2 separate regions of the Mus musculus genome follow, and region 1 is linked to region 2. A link is a contact called in public Hi-C data. All regions are on one chromosome and are shown on one strand. The core of a region is the stretch at or near the end of the contact, and the rest is flanking DNA. Distances in the headings are between cores, read along the strand shown.

What was found. A called contact is a pair of places that touch in the nucleus more often than the background predicts.
Region 1: a Hi-C map of uterus shows a contact between it and region 2, with 1.8 times the contacts expected there. The contact joins two enhancer-like sites. A contact is called at or near these places in 1 of 39 promoter capture datasets (cancer-associated fibroblasts), 5 of 484 Hi-C or Micro-C datasets (cerebral cortex, nephron progenitors and uterus) and 2 of 115 datasets of contacts at active chromatin or transcription factors (embryonic stem cells and extraembryonic endoderm stem cells).

What each region holds. Positions count from the first base shown.
Region 1 is chr1:73,592,357-73,596,754 of GRCm38.p6, forward strand. No RefSeq gene overlaps it. Among named protein-coding and RNA genes, the nearest start is that of C530043A13Rik, 65 kb to the left of the region's middle. Within about 2 kb of position 2,840, at least 7 of the 459 cell types and tissues checked have an H3K27ac peak or open chromatin away from gene starts, as enhancers often do. A contact at or near this core is called in uterus, where this site is marked.
Region 2 is chr1:73,515,141-73,519,415 of GRCm38.p6, forward strand. No RefSeq gene overlaps it. Among named protein-coding and RNA genes, the nearest start is that of C530043A13Rik, 13 kb to the right of the region's middle. Within about 2 kb of position 1,386, at least 19 of the 459 cell types and tissues checked have an H3K27ac peak or open chromatin away from gene starts, as enhancers often do. A contact at or near this core is called in uterus, where this site is marked.

The DNA of each region.
Region 1 (4,398 bases), core at 1,590-4,089, 79 kb after region 2:
CAGTGAGCCCAGTCTGGTGACTTTCACAGTACTAGTATGCCTTCAGAAAATGGCAGAGCCAGATCAAGGTCTGTAATGTATAAACACTGGTTCTAGGAGATTGGAAGGGGTCTAGACCTAGCTACAGGTATGCTTAAATGGGCCACAGAGGCAGTAAGGTAGCAGTATTCAAGGTCTTTCAAGAGAAACTTATGTGTAGTCTGTCCTGTCTTTCTAGGCTCATTTTCATACTTGCCACCCTAAGTTTAATAACGTAGAGTAACTGATATAGTTACTTAATAACTTATGGCAACTCTCAACTCATTTGGATCTTCTTTATTTCACTGTTATTTTAGATAATTATATACCTATAATTGCAGAGATCGTGTATATATAGGATGTTTTTATATATTATATATTTATATATGACTTCATTGATAGAATATAAGCAAATTATCTGATATTTCTGATATATATAAAATATGTATTTTGAATTTAGTTTTTAACTACTTATGTCTGTAGATAGAAGTAAATCAATTTTTATACATTGAATTTTATATAGTAACTTCACCAAACACATTTATGGATTTGAGAAATTTTTGTATAGAGTGTCAGCATGTCTTCTCACCATCAGGTTTCAGCTGGCGACATCACCATGAAGATGTTTGGAATGTAATCTTAGGTTTCTTATGTTGCAAGTGACAAGAGAGACTCTAGTGAAGAACTTCCTTTCATTCCCAGGCGTCCTATTGCTACCCCCCAGACTAATTGTCATTGAGAGTAAGCTCTGTGGAAGCCACTGGCTAACTCTCATGTAGCAGAGGTCATTAGAAGGCATTAGGATAGCTCTGCATGTCACAGGAAAGGATATACTTTGAGACTTGAGAAAAAGACAAGACCCAGAAGGACAGTGGGAGACTCACCGATGGTCTGTAACAGGATGGCTTCTTTCCCTTGTGGAGCTTCCCTCAAGATCCAAATTCCTTTGAGAGAAAATCATTGTCTCTTAATTAGACCCAGCCTTTGGCAATGCTGCCAGTTAGCTGAGAGGCCCATTGAAACTATATACAATGCCATAGGACTGGTATCCCAAGGGAAACTCAAGATGCTGTTACAGAAGGGATAAGGGATGGTGGAGAGGCAGCATAAACAGATGGCCTCCATAGATGGGACATAACTAAATCTTTCTAACCTCAACCATCCAAGCAAGGTTGCTGTTTTGTTTATTTGTAATGGCAATGGAGATTTATGCAGTCTCAGACAGTTCTGTTTTCCCCATCTAACCTGCAGAAACGTTTGTGTTCATTGCTCACAATGTGACCCAAGTTATTTATTCAAACACAAAAGTACATTTTCTAGCTTGGCTTTCCTGAGGCTCCATACCTGTTCTCGCCCATTAATATGCATGAGAGTGACTGTTGGACTAGTTCTGATTAATAAGCAAATACATTTCTGTCTGGCACTCTGGCCTTTATGTTCTGTCTCTTTCTAGGGGTGGTGATGTGTTTACTTTACTATGGTTACTTTGCAATAAGAGACCTAGTATTTATCCTGATACACTCAGTAACTAAACTGCATTCTCTCTGCCTGTTGAACTGTCGACTCCGGCCTTGAGCACACATTGCATATAAAAGATGTTTGTGGGTTTCCTAGGTGTTTTTAATCCACAAGCAAAATGGATCTGGGTCATTTATCCCAGAAAATTTTCTTAAGGGGAGACTCTTTATGAAAATCAAGTGAGGGTGAAAGTCTCCATTCCCTGCCGCCGTCCGTTGCTCATCTTCTGTATTTACTGCCTCTCTGGTTTGCATTAGCGTGCTGACAAGCAGAGCTGTAGACATTTTCACCCACACTCCAACTGCTGCCCTGACTTCAGTTCCAAGTTATGAAACCCAATCTAAACCTTAGAGAGGCGGCTTCAAGCTGGAACTTTAAATCTCAGTTTATAGAGTCCCCCAGGATGATTCCAGGAACCGAGTTGGGAAGGTCCTGGGAATTAGAAACCAAACTACCACCCCCTTCTTCCCCAAGAAGGCTCTGAGGACATCAGAAATGAAACTCATAAAAGACCATTTTCATGATGCCCCAACTGAAAAGAATAGCAAGGGAACATATCTCCCATCTCCCGCCTGGAAACTGTTTATAACAAATCCCAGACTCAATGAGGTGCCTTATTCTTCAAGGTTACTTGGAGGGTATTTTGCAATTCTCCTTGGTCACCTGTTTCAAAATATAAGAGCCGAAAGCCAGGAAAATCTTCCTCATTTTCAAACACAAGTTCTTTCCTCAATCCAGAACATTTGGGTAATTAAAGTGTAACATTTCAGTCCTGGAAGAGGTTCTAAATACCATTTCGTCTGGAGGTCACCGCTAGTGACCCGGAGATTGAGACATATTTTACCAGGGCCATAGAAAGTTTAGTTCTCAGTGTTTTTTGTTTTGTTTTGTTTTTTTTTTATTAGTTGCTAATACCTAAATATCGAAACAGTTTCTTCTTTTAAAAATCGCATATGGCTGATATCTCTAGAGAACTTGCAAGACCTGGAACCAGAATGATCCTCCTTCTGGCAGCCATGAACAGACTTGAGGGCTCTTCAGATTGGAAGGAAAACAATTAACTCCCCATTTACCATGGAGCAGAGCAGGGCAGCTGATGCGATTGACCCTAAATGACTAGGTGCTCTTGGCAGGCATAGTTGAAATCCCTGGTTTTGAATCGGAAAGTGGCCTGAAATGACCAGCGCACCCTCAGCATGCCTCCTGACCTAGGAGGAACACTTCTTCAGTCCTCTCTGTGCTGACCGGGGGACGCTGGAGAAGAAAATAACACAAAGCAGGGAGGAGACGTCAGAAAAGCCAAAGCCTACGATTGATTGCCATGGTCTCACAGTTCCTGGTCGTCCCTGGGTCAGCTCAGCAGGATATTTATAGAACTGTCTGCTATGAGATGTGAAGGAAGATAATTGGGGAAGATAATTGACTGATCCAGGACCCAGGAAAGTTTCCAGGCCAAGGTTTTTAAGACCCAGAATCATTTTTTTTTTTTTTTTATGGCAAGAAGGGAACGCATGTGTGCCTGGATGCGTGTAGTTTGTTTCTGGACTGGTTTCAATGCTTTTCCTCTAGAACAAGGTGAATAAGGGTGGCATACCTGTTTATAGCTATGGAGGGAAGCCCAGAGAACATGAAGAAGGGACTCACAGGAAATATGAAGGGAATATAGGAGAGAGAATTTTGCCTATCAAGAAAATAAAACACAAAGTTTGCAAAATGGATGATTATAAGAGGCAATTCAAATCAAAGGTCATTTTGTTGTTTTTTTGTTTTTTAAAAAAGGCAAGTTTATTTCTCAAGAAATGGTTAAAGTTCATTGGTATTAGTATACAGAAATGATTTAATTCTTTGAGTCTCTAAAAAATGATTGACTGGCAGGAAAAGTACCAATTCTGTGATAATCACGACTTGCCAAGCTAGGAGCAAGCCATAAGGTGAACCTGAGGGTAACACTTACAACACTGAATACTTGATCTCTGAGGCCAGAGCAGGCTGCCACAGGCTGGAAAGGATGTGGCGCCAGCAGTTGACACAAGTGCCACTTGGTCCTGACAAGAACAGAACAACCCTTTGAGAATTATCAACCTAGAACCCATAGGTCTGAAAGCACACAGTGGTATATTTATTATGCACCCATTTTTGTTTGAATGCCAGAAAGTCTTCTAACATAGAGTGTTTCTTTTCTCTGATGGTGAAGAAATTTCTAACTATATTAGAAAATGTATGGGGCAGAGAATATATGCTAAGGTAATTATTTATTAATATTAAAAAACATTCTTATTACATCTGTGCCCTACCCCTTTGCAAACTTGTATTTAATGTTAGCAAACTGAGTGGGTATGAAAGCTGTCCATGTAAAGCAATCCTTTTCAAGAATCATGGCATATTTTTTAAAGTTTTGATGTTTAAAGGGCTTCAAAATGTACAACAAAAATGAAATTAAAAAAAATAAAGTCTTGCAACCCTATAGGAGGAACAACAATATGAACTAACCACTACCCCCAGAGCTCGTGTCTCTAGCTGCATATGTAGCAGAAGATGGCCTAGTTGTCCATCGTTGGGAGGAGAAGCTCTTGGTCTTGAGTAGATTATATGCCCCAGTACAGGGGAATGCCAGGGCCAGGAAGTGGGAAGGGTTAGGTTGGAGAGCAGGATGGGGGAGGATATAGAGGACTTTCAGGATAGCATTTGAAATGTAAATGAAGAAAATATCTAATTTAAAAAGTCTTTTAAAAAGATTGGTAAAATTATCTATATCAAAATAAATATCAAATATATAGAACAAAAATACTAAAATAAAAATGAGAAGAAATAATCTAGCAAAAAATATTGAAAACATACAATGATGCAAAGATTAATAACCAG
Region 2 (4,275 bases), core at 136-2,635:
ATCTAGCCCATCATGATGGGGAAGTCAAGGCAGCAGGAGCCTAAGGTTGGTGGTTGCCAGTACTGCATTCATTATCATAAATGAGAAGGCTTACCCTCAGGTGGAATTCTTCTATTTAGTGTAGGATCCTAGTCCATAGAATGGTAAGTACCTTGCATCTTCCCACCTCAATAACCTAATCTAAATAATCCCTCGCTCTCTCACAGGCCCAGGGACTTGTTCCTATTGTGGTTCTAAATTCCAACAAGTTGTCAGTCAAGATTAAGTATCACAAAGTGCTTCTTAAGCACAAAGATGTAGCCATGATTTTAATACCTTCATTGTGTTATCTTCTCTGCCAGCCTTAAGCAGAAAAGATGCCATTGATATATAATGCCACAGTTCAAATAACTCAGGGACAGATGTGAAGTTGGTGGGCTTAACCACGTGTCTGTGACACAAGGCGAGGCAGCTGGATCTTTCTGGATCTTCACTTCCTTGGGTGCTTGGATCTGACACATCTAAGTTTCTCAGGCATGAATACCAGAAGTGAAAATAGGTGTAAGCAAAAGACTCCCTGGAGTTCTGGAAATATAGTTCAGCAGATCTATAAGGTTCCTGCTTCACCTACTCAGATCTTCATCTTAAGCCTACATTCTTTGAGCATTCATCTGCTTAGCTCCCTGCAGTGAAGATACAAGGAAACAGAGATTGGCGGTGCATTCTGACCCAACTGGAAGACACAAAGATGGCCATCCTCCATCCATGGCTTCCAAGCCAAGAGATATGACTCAAAGGGGCTTACCATACAGAGTTGACTGTGAGGCAAAGACACAAGACTATGAGCCTGCAATTCCCCAGAGAGAAGTCAGAGCCAAGGAGCTCAGAAACAGGACCATGTGCGAACTGTGCATAGCGTTAAACACTGTCACTCCACCCACTATTAAATGTGGCTCAGTGAAAGTGAGTTAGTTCTTCCCCCTGCTCCAGGGAGCAGTAAAAGACACGATGGATGGATTCTGCTCCTTCATTGGCTGACACATCACGGTAGAGAAGAGTCTGCTTGTCCCTTCTTCATCTGGATGGGGTTCCTGACTGGAACAACTGAGAAACAGAACCAATCAGAAAAACTTTGCCAAGGACTTTCCTCCAAAAAACAGTACAGGACTGCATGGTTCTGCCTTTAATATCTCACACATAGGATAGACTTTGTTTCTTTCATGCAGTATTGATCTGAGTGATCCTACCCAGCCACCTCCTTGGTTGGCACTGAGGGCCACGAAAAAGTTCTCTCCCATAAGAAGCCATGTTGTCCCGGAAGATGAAGTGAGAGTCTACAGCCCAGAAGCCGGTCTCCACTGCTGGTGAAAAGACAGGGCCTGTTCTAGACTTTCCCAAGGCTGACTCAAGAGAAACACAAATGCTGTGAATCACTCCATGTGGAGGGAGGCGATGAAAGGTCTGTAGAGCCAAGGGGGAAAAGAGATCCAGGAAAAGATTTCAGAGATAAAGAGAACGGGTCCTCAGCCAGGCAGCTTGGGGAGAAGAGGGAAAGGGAGGCTCTTCAACAGATGTTTTATTAACTCGCTGCTGAGCAGGAGCGAGCCAGCTGTGGCCTTCTGAGGAACTTTTTCCATCACAGACCCTTGGCGTCGAAAAAAGAATAAAGTTGAAAACGGATGGCACCAGATTGTGTCCATGATTTATCAGTTTAATCTTGTCACCACGAATCAAAGAAACCCATTCAAGGAGGCAACAGCAAAGCAAAGAAATGGATTCGATATGAATCAGTTATTTGCGGTCAATCTGGGAAGTTTCTTTGGAGTATTAAAAATAAAATAAAATAAAATAAAATAAAACCCAAGGAGAAAGGCAATCCAGTGGTTTCTCGTGGCAAACTTTCAGGGGATAAAGAATTTAATTTGGGTTAAGTTTGGAGCTCAGTGGTAGCCTGCATGTGTGAAGGCCCTGGGTTCAATTCCCAGCAGCACACAAAAGTGATAATTTAACAAAGCACAGAGCACCGTGTTCTAAGGATGAAACACTGTCACAAATTAAACAGGATAAAATCCCCAGGCCAGGGGCGGTCCTCAGAGAATGTTCAGGACAGTTGTGGAGATGCCCTGACTCCCTTGACTGTGGTTTTCCTGTCCTTCTGGAAGCAGTAGGACCAGAAGATAGAAGTCAGAACAAATTTCCTTTGTGTTTCTCCTTTATAGATTATATCCCTGTGTTCCTATCTCAGGGTCTTTGCACTTGCTGTTCTGAAACCCTGCGGGTATCTGCTCCTTGTCTGGCTGGTTCCTTTCCCTGCTTTCGGTGCTCACTGCAATGTCCTCTCCATGTCGGTTTTCCTGGGGGGCAGTGAGGGGGGGTGCTCACCTCACCGAAAGACATCCCCTTTATCTCCAGTCTCCTGTATATTTACATAATAGTAATACTTGAATTATCAAAATCTTGATCGTCAGATTATCAGAGAAAAATCACAAAAGGGGAAAGGAAAACCGAAAGAACTCTAGATACAAATGACAGATAAGTAAAGAATTGCTGTATGACCCTGGAGATTCCTTTGTTCTGACGTCTATCTTCTGAACTTACTGCTTCCAGAAGGACAGGAGAAGCATCACAGGAGTCAGAGCATCCCCACAGCTGTAGTGAATGGTCTCTGAGGAAGGCCTCCTGGCCTGGGGATTCTATCCCGATTAAATTGTTATTGTGATTACAAGTATTTCATCCTTTAGAATACTGTGCTCTGTGCTTTGTTAAATTAACTCTTGGGAAATTATGTGGCACCCAGTGCCTATGTTAGAAAAATAGGGTACTGGTTTCAAGGCAATTATGCTAGCTCCATCTTTGAGCAACTTGAACAGAGCTGAGAGATGTCTTCCTGGGAGGGAGCACAGGCACAGGACTGCCTTTGAATTCCCTGGAACTACATAAGAAAGGAGGCTATGACCACACGTGCCTATAACCCCTTTGTCAGGGGGCAGAGATAGGAAGACACCAGGAGCACACTAGCCAGCCTGCCGAGCTGACATGGGGAACTTCCTGTTCAGTGAGAGACTCTGTCTCCAAGGAATATGGTGGAGAGTGACAGAGTAAGACACCAGACATCTTCCTTTGACTTTGTATGCGCATATATGGGCTCATCTGCATACACACACACACACACACACACACACACACTCACATGCACATGCATAACATTTATAAGCAAAAGCTAAAAGAAGAAATGAAAAATATAACAGTAAATTTAAGTCAAAGTCCAAAACAGAAGGAAATGATAGAGATTTTGAACAAAGATTAAGAAAATGGTAAGACAACATTTGTGTGTGTATGTGTGTGTGTGTTCTATGATTCTATATAAGCATTACATTTCTGAAAGAATGTAAAAGACCCACCTTGAAGTCCCAGCTTCATACACATAGTAGGTGCACTATGAAATAGATGCTAGAGGGAAATACATGCTGTAGACAAATCAGCTACCCCTTTTAAAGGGGATAACTTTTTTACTATAATCTAAAACACAGCTGATTCTCAAGATAATTAGGTTCATTAAAAAGAACATCTACCCGACTAAAATGCTGCAACACGTGGGCAGAATCTACAGTGCCCTGCTTTCATTAGAGAGACTTTCTGAGGTGCCGATTCCTTTGTCCTTTATCCATTCTAACTCATTCACGTCACCCTCAATTTTCTCAGAGGATCTGTAGCTGAGAGCATCGCCTGACCAGTGTGTGGACAGGAGGCAGAAGTAAATGATAACCGTACCTGCCCCTCCTTTCTCATGAATCCCACAGCAGTCTACTTTACCCTTCTACATATCCCCTCTGGTTTGCTCTATAGGTTATGAAACATCAAGCTTTGTTTCTAATTATCTTTCAGTCTTCTCTTTAACAAAATCTATCTGATGTTATTAATGATTAGAATTTCGGACTGAATTCATTTCAGAGGAATGTGCCCATGGAGTTTGCCTTCATCACTATGCTGCATCCCTAGAGTGGGGTCCTGATGGCCAGAAGCACTATGGATCCCTCCAAGTCCCTGTACCCTCTCTTGACTGTGCTAACTTAAGGGATTGCATGCCAACTAGAACTGTGAGCATCTCAGGACCACCTTCCTCAAAGGAATTCTATCTTCTGCATTCCAAGCATCTGATGTAAGATGTTAATCTCAAATGTTCCTTACAAGCTTCTACTTTGAACAGTAGATCCAGCGGGTAGCATTGTTTGGGAGTATTCTCAAGGCTTTGGGGGATGGGGTCTAGCTGGAAGAAGTGGGGCACAGGGTGTTAGT